Regions from separate parts of the Drosophila melanogaster genome. Here region 1 is linked to region 2. Evidence: chromatin contacts called from public Hi-C data. All regions are on one chromosome and are shown on one strand. Each heading gives the region's core, a stretch centred on a gene start, on an enhancer-like site or on the middle of the called end of the contact. The rest is flanking DNA. Distances are from core to core; before and after follow the strand shown.

Region 1 (6,503 bases), core at 2,429-4,928, 1.0 Mb after region 2:
TTGCCGCCGAAGAAGTCCTTGACCAGCTGCTGCACCTTGGGGATACGAGTGGAGCCACCGACCAGCACAATCTCGTGCACGTCCTTCTTGTTCATGTCAGCATCCTCGAGCACCTTCTGCACTGGCTTCAGGGTGGAACGGAATAGATCCAGGTTGAGCTCCTCGAACTTGGCACGGGTCAGGGTCTCGGAGAAGTCATCGCCCTCGAAGAAGGATTCAATTTCGATGCGCACCTGGTGGGAACCAGACAGGGCACGCTTGGCCTTCTCAACCTCACGACGCAGCTTCTGAACAGCGCGGTTGTCCTTGCGAATGTCCTTGCCCTTCTTCTTCTTGTACAGCTTGATGAAGTGATCCATCACACGCTGATCGAAGTCCTCACCTCCCAAATGAGTATCACCGTTGGTGGCCACCACCTCGAACACTCCGTTATCGATGGTCAGCAGGGAGACATCGAAGGTGCCGCCGCCCAAATCGAACACAAGCACGTTCTTCTCCCCCTCCTTCTTGTCCAGACCGTAGGCAATAGCCGCAGCAGTGGGTTCGTTGATGATGCGCATCACCTGCAGACCGGCAATAACACCAGCATCCTTGGTGGCCTGACGCTGGGCATCGTTGAAGTAGGCTGGCACGGTAACGACGGCATGGGTGACCTTCTTGCCCAGATAAGCTTCAGCGGTTTCCTTCATCTTGCCCAGAACCATGGCGGAGATCTCCTCGGGTGCGAACACCTTGGCGCCCTGTGACGTGTCCACGCTGATGTGGGGCTTCGAGTTCTTCTCGACAACCTTGAATGGGAAGAACTTGATGTCGTGTTGCACATTGGTGTCGGACCATTCGCGACCGATCAGACGCTTGGCATCGAAGACCGTGTTCTCGGGATTGGTGGTCAACTGATTCTTGGCGGCATCTCCAATGAGACGCTCACCGTCAGCGGTGAAAGCGACGTAGGAGGGAGTGATGCGGTTACCCTGATCGTTGGCGATGATCTCAACGCGTCCGTTCTTGTACACACCAACGCTGTAAGAGAATTTGGGTAAGAAATATTTAGATTAATAACGAATCGTAAATGAAAGCAGTGGTAGAGATACCTATCTACAAGTTGAGTACTGATAAACTTGAATTTGAGGCGCTTAACTACAGCAAAAATTTCTTATTATAATGCGCACGTGGAAGTGTGTCAGCTAAAATTACAAGTATGGGAGTATAGATAAAGTCACCTATTTTTTAAGAAGTAAAATCTTATACATTCTTTTTACGTTATTTTAAGGTCAAATCTACTTTACAAATATTTTGTTATAAATGTGATCAATTTGAAATGTACACGTCTAAAGCATAAAAACTTGGTATTACGAAAATCAACAGTAGAATTTATGACCACTGTATACTTTATGATCAAGATATCTCAAGTAAGCATTAATGGGTTTTAGAGCCGAAGGACGAGCATATCTAACTTACCAGGAATACGTGGTGCCCAAATCAATGCCGATCACTGTGCCCAGCTCCTTGTCCTTTTCCTTCTTCTCCTCGCCCAGCGAGAGGCCAACGAAGGCCACGACGGCCAGTAATATGCATAACTTCATATTGAAGATCTCTCAGGAAAACTGCAAATAAGAAAGGGATTGCGTTAATTTTCGCCCAATTATTTCAACCTCGGCTTTTTGTACACGTCAACACAATCACACACACGCAAACATAAATGGCCAGTGTTCTTTTTGGCTCTCGCTCTCCCTCTGCGAGAGAACCAGTACTGATGACGTCGGCCAGATTGTCAACTGTTAACATGTACCGTTAGCTGTGCCACTTTGGCAACATTATTATTTTAAACACGATTCTACCAGATTCAGTACCTTATAAATCTTACTAGTAGTCAAGATCGGATAAAGAACACGTCTACTCCAATGGCTAACTGCCCGGCAACTGCTAAGCGGTGCGCTCATCTCCGTTCTGCTGACATTGACCGACGCCGACGTCGCCGGAAAGCGAGAGAGAGAGAGCAGCGAAATTTGTATACGTGTAACATTTTTCTGGTTCTTTCTTTGCTGCTGCCGGTGAGAGAGCGGCCAAATAACTGGTTTAATTCTTTTCGTTATTTCACGCACCGCAAGAAAGTCCCCCTCCCAACGCACAATTCCAGAAGGAAAGCTGGATTTGCACAGCTGTTTGTGGCTTAACCACTTAGGTATTTTATTCTTTTTTCTATGCCACACTGACGTGTACTTTGCGACCATCGGAGAGAGACACACAGAGAGAGCAAAGCGAGTGCTTATAAATCAGCCAAATAAATGACGTGTACCAAGCGGATTGAACGCAGACAAACGCACACAGATAGGCCTACTCCCACTCACACAGACGGCAAAATGCGCAGGCGCTTCGCGGTCTTTTAAAAAAAAGAAGTAAATGTAAGCAAAATTAACCGTAAATTACTGTAAAAGGAAAACAAGAACTTCACCTAAATGCAAGCTTAGGCTGTAAGAAACTAATACGAAGAAGAAGACAAAGTTCATTCACCGAACTTGTCACTTGTCACGACCACCACGTCATTGGTTGGCCTTTATTGGTTTCAACTATAAAGGAAACTAATTTCATACGTTTCTATTTCTTTAAGGGCACGTGCGGGCAAACTTTTTGTAGCAGACCTCTTTTACTTTTGCCAATATGGCGACTGTAAAATTGCAGTGTATTGGTGTCCCTCTTTGCCGTCCGTTCCTTTACACGAATATTCTAGCAGTGCAAGTGCACTTTCCAGCTATTTGTGCTAACGTCCAGCTCGTATTTAAGCCTTTTCTTTGAACTAACACTTACACTTATCGCTGAGCGGTTAATAATTTCAAATTGGTTTCGATTTAATGTGCTTTCTCGACGCTTCAAAGTGAACTGACAGAGCAGTAGAATATGTGGCTGCTGCTTATCTGACGTTTTTGCCGGCGCTTTCTACGTACGCACACAGTCATACGCTGCGGCACACACACACACGTGCAACTCTGGGGCCAAAAAGACACGTCAGTGGTAGATCAGTGTTGGAAAGCACGCGATTGTTCGGCCGACGAATAACCGCTTTTCAAAAATATATAATTATTTCTACACACAATATTTCGCGTTGTCCTTATCAATATCAGGTAGTAAATAGTATTTTACAGTTACCAATGGGTCTGTCAAGCAATCGTTTTGATTCTTTTATAATGTTGCCTCAATTTTGTTTCAAAATAAACAATAATATAATATAAGAAATGCTATAACGCAATTCAAGCCACTGAATTCCTTGCAACACATATTTATAAAAAAAAATAGATATATTTAAATATACACTTTATGCTGGTTCTTTTGGTCCAAAGTAAATTTGATAAATATTTTCCTGTTTCTTAGATGTTAATACCAACAGCATACACTCATATCAACTTTCAATATAATTTTCTTTTTGTATACTTACATTTTCTAACTAAAACTATTAAAAAAAAATTCACTTATTTAGGTAATTGTCACTTTTTGTCACAGAAGTATTAGTCTTTGTTGTTTTTTGGCTTGGTTTTAATTGATCTAATGGGAATGTAACGATTTCTTGTTTATATTTGCGGTCACAGCGCGTTACAATGTTCTTGGGGTAATAATTTGTATTTAATAAATCGCGTTTCTCTTTTGCTGTGCTGTTATTCCTTGTACTTTTGTTTTGAAACTGATTTTCACTCTCTGTTTTCCGGCTATTTATTGCTCTTTGCTCTCACCTACCACTGACGTGTCGATGAGTTTAGTTTTCTAGAAACATCGATACACATCTGGCAATCGAATAAGTCGAATAAATATTTCGTTAGACTAAAATGTCTAATTAATAAAGGTATTAAGAAGATATAATTAAAAATAAAAATAATATATTACAGGATTATATGATTGCAACTATTTCTGCTATACGGTTTACAATCATTTTAATAATAGTTTTTTAAGATTTAACTTCTTTTATATATTCATTTTATTCAATATAATTTTAATCGATAACTATCTTAAGGTGTTACATCTCTAGCACTGACGTGTCGCAGGCGTAGCTGTTCCGCCCACTGGAGGCCAACTCTCGCTCTCGCTCTCTCCCAGAGCTTTTCACTATTTGTTTACCCAAACATTTTCGGAGCGGAGAGAGTACGATGTTTGGCCTTCTTCTTTTTCTTTTTATGGTGTTTGGTTTGTCTGATGCAAATATGCGTTCCCCTTAAGTAAAGCCGCAACGAGCACTGACGTGTACATTGCCCCAGGTTAACCGTTATGCTTCCAGCTGAATCTGGATGTTTGCCGTTACTTTAAGTGGGGCGTAATTATTGACAACTTCCCAAAACTATTTTTAGACTTTGTAATTGTTCATTCCGATACTTGAAGTTATAAATATATGCTTTTGGGTTCTTATTATTATAAGCATATAATTACATTCGAAATTTAAATTTAAGCTTATATGCAGCTGTTTTTAATACTATGACAACCGGAAATGGTACTGCAATATTTACATGTAAATTCGAAAGAAAAACTAACTGCTTATCCATAGTTTTGAGTGGTAAACGAATGGAGTTTAATAAAGACATAGAATCAAATTTTTTTTCAAACTTACCTCTTTCATATATAAATGTTATTTATATTTTATATTATTAAAAATGTCTAGTATTTTATATATGTATGTATATATTGCTATTTCGAATTCCATATAGCAACTCTAGACTTTTTTAGCACTTCCCAGAATTTTTATTAATAATATTTACATATATGAAAAATAAAATTTAAAAGCGTATTTAAACAATACGCTCAAATGATGATTCAAAAATGTTTCAAGAATATCATGACTAATATTTGGGGGGATAAAAAATGATATATTTTCCGAAAAAGTCGAAAATACCACGTTTATCTGGCAATTTCCAGGCATTTCGTCGATCTTCATTTGAAATGATAATTTCCATAAATTAAACGACTACCGATAAGAACAGGCAAACAGTCTATATATGTAGCATATTTATAGCGAGTTCTTGACTTATCAGTCCGCATCCGCCCGAGAATGAAAAACACCCACTTTTTAGTTTTCTTTTTTTTTTTTTTGTCGATTTTTGTAATGACACTCATTCAATATCAATATATTTTCATAACAATACATAATAGCATGTAATAATCTTTTTATCATCTCCCCGCTCAGCGCCCCGTCGATATCGTACCGTACTTTACATTATAAAAGTAGACGTTGACCAAAATTCTGGTTTGGAATCCAGCCAAATTATGTAGTTTTCTTTCTGTCGCAGATTGTGTGCAGGAAAAACTATGGACAGGTTGTATTCTAAGCAACACATTCAATAATCTCTATTCGATAATTTCCATATCTATTAAAAAAATTATTATAAAAAAAAGAATTGATGATACAATCTAGGTTCTTTATGGCGAATTTGCTATAATTGGATTATTGATAATGCAAATAATGGTCGACGTGGTCGAAGAATGGGCCACATCATCTGCTCTCCACAATATTTAAAGCTTAACGACATATAAACATCAATTGCTTTACAATGCTGTCGTGTTTTTGTTTTTTTTGGTCAAATGTGTTTGTGGCTATTTGTGAAAAGTGAAATAAAATCGCTAAGTTTTTTATGCGTATATACATACATACATATATATATATATATATATATGTATGTATATAAAAAGTCGGAGCATAAAGAAAAGCACATCGAAAAACGATTAATAGTTAATAGTTTGTATAAGAGTATAGTTACAGTTTTCTTCTTTCTTTTGGGCAATAGAGTGCACAAAAATGGTTTGTTTTCTTCGTATATAATATATAAAGTTGCTTTGAATTGAATTTGTATGCTTGGTTTTCCATCGCGAGTTGCTGAAACACTTGAGTTGCATAGATCCGTTTTGAGTGTGTTCTTGGTTTTTGTTTCTTCCTTTTTTTTTGTTTTTTTTTATTGGTTTTTGGTTACCATTTTGTGAGAGTTTTTTTTGGTCCGAAACTGCGACACGAAGTGATTTATTCTATGGATACAGCATGCTGACTACACTGCATCTTTGCGATCTTAGAATCGCCACGCCTGCTAGTTAACAATATCAACAAAGGGCAAGCAGCTGGTGTTACTGAAAGAGTGTGGGAACAATGAAGCAATCTGTGGATAAAACCTGGCGCCAGTTGGCCTCAATTATTTACAACAGACACCTAACAACTGCTTACTTTAAAAGTAATGCCGAAATGTTAATGAAACATGGAAGCTTTTCGAATTCAATGTAGTATTTTGCGAACCATATCATGTGAGAAAGGCCAACTGGCTTGGAATTATCCAAAGATTACCCTCTGCCATTGTCAAACCAAAAAAGATCAATTCTACATATATCTGTGTATATATAGTGGTGTATATATATATTCTGTGTTCTGCTTGGTGCGGTGGCAGCAAATTGTTTCATCATTTTCCTCCATATCATCCTCATCCTTATCATCATCATTATCATCATCATCCTTCAAGTTTCTGCGTGCGGCTCCTACTCGTGCC
Region 2 (6,464 bases), core at 2,949-5,448:
ACTCTGATTAATCTCGACAGTTCCGTCATCGCTGATGGTGATACTTGGTGATACCGATGATGATATACCTTTGTGATGTTATGGATGCTGATATATTCCCCATGGCATGCGGGTGATGGTGCGTTGCATAATGGTTACGATATACGTTTACGGTATTTTTGTATAGTGGATGTACGATTCACTTTGTTTACACGGGTGCAAAAAAAGGCACAATAGAAGAATAGCCCAAAGCCAAATGAAAATGTGAAAATTTTCAATGTATTAAATTATAAACCGAAACCGAAAAACATGCACTTTTTTTTTATTTTTTTGAACAGTTATAAACCGAAACCGAAAAACATGCACTTTTTTTTTTGAACAGCACTACAAATGGTTACAAAACATTTTTGCGGGTGAAGTAAAAAGGTTTTAGCGACAAATGAAACAAATAAAAACATGCACAGTTAGTATAAATGGCAACTTAAACTTAATGCTAAAGGGGGTTAATATTGAATGGTTTATGGAAACATCAGCGTTTTGGTTACAATTATTTGTTGTTTGTGTTAGTATGCGTGTTGGCAGTTGCCGGTAAAACTGGTTTTGTGCAAAAAAGGTGAAAAGTTTTATTGGCCGGCTGGTTGCCACGTGGTGGTTTAAATCGATATAAAATAAGTACTGTTGGAAAATTAAGTTCTAACCAGTTAGCTTTGAAAACTAAGTAAAATACATGGCATTACGTGGCATACATAAATACATAAGTGCTTATCTAATTTATGTTATCTAGAGAATATGACATAAATCAATTGCAGTTCTAGTTGGATAGAGCGGCAGTCTACTGGTTTTCATTGAGTAAAGATTGGGGGATTGCATAATTGCCACACCACACAAAAAAAAAGAAAAGAATTGAATTGAAAAAGTTCAATGGAAAAAGCCAATATATATGGGCATTTGAGTGGGTGTGAGCAAGATGGCTATAGAGGCCACGGTTTTTTTTTTTGGCAGTTGGCATTCGCCATTGAAGCGCGTTTTGTTAATTTTAGACTTTCAAGAGCAGCCGCCGCTCTGCGTTAGCCGTGTGGTTTAAATTATATTTTAGCGAAATTAAATCAGCATTTCATTGACAAGGGTTTTATGTAACACACTTGGCAAAGAGAACTGTGCTTTGCCATTGTTTCGTTTCTCTTCTGTTCTCTTTCTTTGAAATAACAACCGTTATCTAATCGTGTTAGACTTTTGATTGGCTGGAAAGAGAGTGAAGCTTTTTCTTCGGCCACAGCCACAGAGAGCCGAGAGCTAAAAGGCTCGTGATGTAATAGCCTCAGCTGGAAAAATTCTACAGTTGCACGTGGAAAGCTTCCACCGAAGGCTGAGCAGTCGTAGTAGTATCCACAATCCAGTGTTAAGTTTATTCTTAATTCATTGTTATTGATTGCATAAGACCACCACCACACACCAGAAAAAAAATTGTTCAATGAATGATTCAAGTTCAACTCTTTTGTTGTTTTACATAACCAGGCAGATTTTCTTTCAATGCTCAGGTTGGATTTGATTTAAAAAAAAAAAATAATAATAAAAGCATTAGGAACCACACGCGTATTTTGTTAAATGGGCTATGGCTCAATTCGATTCGATAATTGATATCCAATTTGTTTGCCATACGTACAATTTGTATTTGTGTTTCTATATCACAGCACAAAACCGAAAAAAATTTATCCTTATTCCTCGGAAGTCAGAAGTCTGAACCGGACGGCAACTGAATTGCTTGTGAAAGTTCCTTTCGCCGAAATCTGCCAGCTAGCCTGCTCTGCCTACGTCGGCGTCGCAGTCGCCGCCATCGTCAAGTTCAGCAACAGATGAGCGTGAGCGAGAGAGGGGGAGAGCGTTCTCTCTCTATATGCATATGCAGAGTATGCGAAATTCGGAGAGAGCCGAAAAAAAACTAGCGGTTGGCAACAGCACGTGTGCGAGCGAGAGAGGGCGAGAGATCGCCGCTTATCAGTGCTGAGAATTCAAGAATTCAATGTCGCCATTCGTTGCATAAGAGGAAGTATTGTACCACACACTTGTACTCATTAGAAAACACTTTTTGTTTCGTTTTGGCCATGACCAAAAATGCATATATGGCCAATTGTTTTTCATTTACCCCTTTCGAGGTTTTCGACGGCGCTTTCTAAACGCTTGCCAAAATGAATGTACGCACAACATTTACATTTGGCAAATAGCCGACAAGTCAGCTGCGAAGCAGACGGATAGTCCCGTTTAGCTAGTTGTTAGCTAGATTTCTAGAAGATTGAATAGTGTACTTCTATTACACCCAAATACATGTCTTCCTTATTCAACAAAATTGGGGTATCTTTGATATTCAGTTTTAAGAACTACTTGGACTGGCTTAGAAAACTTCAATATACAGCAGTGAACAATTTATTCAAATACAAAAACCAAAACTATTATCAATTTTTATAAAAATAAAAGTTGAAAAGAGTTGAAAGGTTTTATTAATTGTTTGTAGCTATTTAATTGCTAAGCTATTAATAACATTTGGCTTTATTTCTAAAGATAGGGTTGGCAGCACTGCTAGCATGTGACTTTGCTTTCTGACGTCCACCTGCCGCTCTCTCCCTCTCTCTCACGCTTCGTCTCTTTCACGCAGGCGGAAGAGGGGCGGCGCTCGAAAAAAAATGCGTGAAGCGATTAGATAAACACTTCTGCTAATACAGTTAATTTATATAACTGTCTACGACACTTTTTCAAGGTCCCGTTATCACAAAAATTACATAAAAAATAAAAGAGAGCTAGTTGCCCATCAAAAAAGAGAGCGTAAAAAATGCAGTTGCAAAGTTACTGCAAAAATGCTTAATTGCCAAAATTAAACGGCAGCGAAGTTATAATTTTTATGGCTCAGTGTGCGATGAATCGGGGTTTTAGGACAGGGCGTGGATCGGCTTGAAAATCACACTGAAAATTTCCGCCGACTGGGCGAGAATTGGAAATGTGATTCGCCAGGGATATGTAATAATAAACACTAATCTCAACCAAGTGCAAAATCGCACTAAAAGGCCACACAAAGGGCTACAATAAACAATAAATCACATGAATACTATACGTACATTAACGATTGACGTCAGAAAGGGTTTAAGGGGTATGGGAATGGAATAATAATAGAAGAAATGAGAACACTGGGGAAACCCGTTTTTTTCGCATGAATTTTTATCTTTAATAAAAGAAAGCAGGTCAGAAAAGAAAGGGAGGCAACCAAAGAGAAATAGTTACATTACTCTTAAGAAATAAAACCAACTCTCTCTCTCTTCTTCACACACACACACCCGATAAGTACTTGCACGCGCAGCTGGTGTCTGGCATGGGAGTGAGCGAGAGGGCGTTAGTGGCACATGGAATTTATTCGCAACTGTGTGTTCATACACACTCATGTGCGACTGGGCGGTAGAACAATCAATTGCCACGCGTTTTACTATAGAATAGCCTGCATTTGGTGTATATAATAATATATTTGTGCAAATGCAGGCCAATTTGATTCTAGAGAAGTGCAATTCTCTTTGAAATATAATCGCAATTCATGTGCAACATTTTTTCGTACAGACGAGCCGGCCTGCCAACTCGTTGCTATTGCATAAGTTGGCAGTTCCAGCGTGGTTGCAAATTGGAAGGAAATAGATGGGAAAAAGATCCAGCGTGGCTTCTTCCATTTTCTTTCTGGGTATTCTAAATGAACTTTGGATTGGGGGTATAAAATACCGAAAAGTTTGCTAATACGCCCAATTTATTACGTGTTTAATTGATGGCAAACACAATTTCGGCACAATTATTTTTCGCAAGGGTTATGTAAGCACTTTTCGGGTATTTTCAAGTCCCATTTCGGGATTTCTTTTCGATGCAGTTAAACCGGAACTGCTTGTCGAACATACAAAAAAAAACGTTAGTTTAAACCAACACCGACACAATAAAAAAATTAGCACATTACATAACTACAGAATCTAGCGCAAGGTGACGTGAATTAATGGGTAAAAAAAAATCAATGGCAGGTACGGGGCACACCGTCTCTTTTCTTGTTAAGCAAAAGAGCCTCGCAAATGTAATAGATATAGAAAATAGCACAATACCTTCAGTTGATAACTTCTCACAAAAGTCACAGAATAAAAACTTCTTTTGCAGAATCAGACGAAGCCGCGTGCTCACTTGGCGAATGAAATTCGTAAAGTGGTGGGGGTCTCGAGGGCCCAGTGACTTGGGGATGAAAGCTGCAAAAATACCGCATATCGATAGTTGCTTTAACTGGTATTTATTCGGCGATCTATCGATATTCAGCTAGATTTCGGTTTTTATTCGTGATATTTTTGTCGGTAACTTTTGCTAGTATAAATAAATATGGCTATTTTTGATGTAATTAAAACCAGTATATTACGTTTTATTATAAAATTAAGGCAAGCGGGGATTGAAGCATCAATATCGATATTTTTTAATACCTTAAAAATATTTTTACATCGACTTTCCCATTATGTTATATTATTTTATATTATATATTATATTATTGCGAGTTCTGAATTACACAAAAGTTAAAGACTATTTTATGTTTTAATAATGGATTCATTACAATTAATCTGCACGCTTCTTTGGGAAATTAACAACGACCTGTACGACCTCCTTTTGCCAAACTATGATAAAAACTAGTTTGAATGTATTGCATTTAACGCGGTTTTTTAATTGCTCTTTTTTTTACAAAAACAAAAGTTTTCTTTTTATATTAAATCAAAGGTTTGTCCAAAATTGGAATATCTCATACCTCGTTGAAATCGTTCCAAATTCCTCATCGAACTGTATTTAAGTCTGGCAACTTTAATTTTTGGCCATTTTTTGCAAATTTGGTTATCGAAAATGAGAAAATCGGTAATTTGTCGAATTTTGATGATGGTACCCCTAATGAAAAATTGCTTAAATTGGTCAAAAAAATTATTCCTGAAACTCGGTTTGAAAGTGTTACAGATTGTTAGCAATGTTAATAAGCAACACAAAACAGTCATCGTTTTAGCTGAGCCACCTTTTTTGGCCAAGTTATTCTGAAAAATGTTTTTCGAAAATATCATATTCTTAATTTTAAAACGTTGTTGAAAAGGATAATCGCAAAACTTGATTCAAAATGCACTTCTTATATACGAAAAATCATTTATTGAGTAAATTTCTTTTCGATTTGTTTTTCACATGTTCACAAAATTGTATTTGAGTTAGTTGTATATCTGGTTTTCTAATATTTTCCTTGGCCTTGGGATACAATTTAGTAAGCTTTTGTGTCTTTTTATTTGCTGTATGTGGGTCTTGTATACGGTAATTTCGTATTGAGCGCTAGCAATATTAACATTTAGTTACACCGAAATGGGGAAAACATCTTACGCAGATTAGTATGTTATGTATACACCTATGTATATCTCTAGTTTTTGAATCAGCACCCTGGGACAGGCCAGAATACTAGGAGTTTTGGGCGTGCTGAGGGGTATGGTAATCAAATGAAGAACCCTTTCTTTTGAATTTCGTTGGTTGGACAGAGGGGTTAATTTAAAGGCAATGGTAAAGGTAAAAGATAAAGGCAAACAAATGCAAAGTACTGGCTAGTAAATACTGGGGCCTCTAAACTATGACGACACATCTAGACATCGAGTCCTATGTCCTTTACGTGGTTATCTAGATTACTTTCGGGTACATATTCCATGGCAGATACAAAACATACACAGAGTGGATATTTGATATATGTATAGTATATTGGTTATCGTGTACCGATTGTGTTAGCGTTTTGCTTGTGGTTAAAAGACAGTTATACAATGTAATTGGGAATATAGTTTTGTTTTCATCCTATTTGTGTGATTTATTCGTTCGCTTTTTTTTTGTTTATTTTTTTTTTTTGTGGTTTGTTTTTGTTTTTATTTAATTTTTTCTTGTATAGGAAACAACAAAAATGGACGCAAAATGATTGTTATAGTAGTATTCATGTTTACCCATCTTGCTTTTACGTTTAGTTAACTATATAGGAATATGCAAAACGTACACTTAATATATTTTTTTTGGTTTTGTTTTACGATTTTGTTACTATGTTCCTTATCGATCTGATACTATATAAATGCAGCTCTAAAACTTGTATTCTTTGACATTGTTCTGTTCCATCTGTCTTTCTTTTTATTAACTATCTTTCGATCTGGCGGCATCTTGCATTTGTATATCTCTTACGCTTTTCAAATACATTTAATAACATTTCTATAGAAATATTCAAAGCTGAGGTAGTTAATTCATTCATTTATTCTTTATTTTAGTTTACGTTAGGTTATGTTAGTTTAGTGTACTCCATATATATGATCGGTGTTGTTAGTTAGGTATACATCTATGTATGTACTCACACGCTATTTGAATTTATCTGACGACTTTAGCTCTTCTCAAATTCACATTAAATTAATAATTTAGACAACTGTTTGAATAGGGGGTTA

What was found. A called contact is a pair of places that touch in the nucleus more often than the background predicts.
Region 1: a contact with region 2 is called in a Hi-C map of the Kc167 cell line, with 1.9 times the contacts expected there. The contact joins the promoter of Hsc70-3 here to the promoter of Ant2 in region 2. A contact is called at or near these places in 4 of 107 Hi-C or Micro-C datasets (the Kc167 cell line, embryo and eye imaginal disc).

What each region holds. Positions count from the first base shown.
Region 1 is chrX:11,803,439-11,809,941 of dm6, forward strand. Hsc70-3 (Heat shock protein 70 cognate 3) reads right to left here and starts at 3,679. Exons shown (of 3, transcript NM_078577.3): 1 at 3,431-3,679; 2 at 1,459-1,604; 3 at 1-1,020. The coding sequence starts at 1,583. It overlaps CG1578, which reads right to left. Exons shown (of 8, transcript NM_001298212.1): 8 at 5,068-6,503. The coding sequence ends at 6,493.
Region 2 is chrX:10,782,709-10,789,172 of dm6, forward strand. Ant2 (Adenine nucleotide translocase 2) reads right to left here and starts at 4,199. Exons shown (of 4, transcript NM_176725.3): 1 at 4,098-4,199. It overlaps sesB (stress-sensitive B), which reads right to left and starts at 4,250. Exons shown (of 4, transcript NM_001298161.1): 1 at 4,098-4,250. It overlaps Imp (IGF-II mRNA-binding protein), which reads right to left. Exons shown (of 7, transcript NM_167253.3): 7 at 5,161-6,464.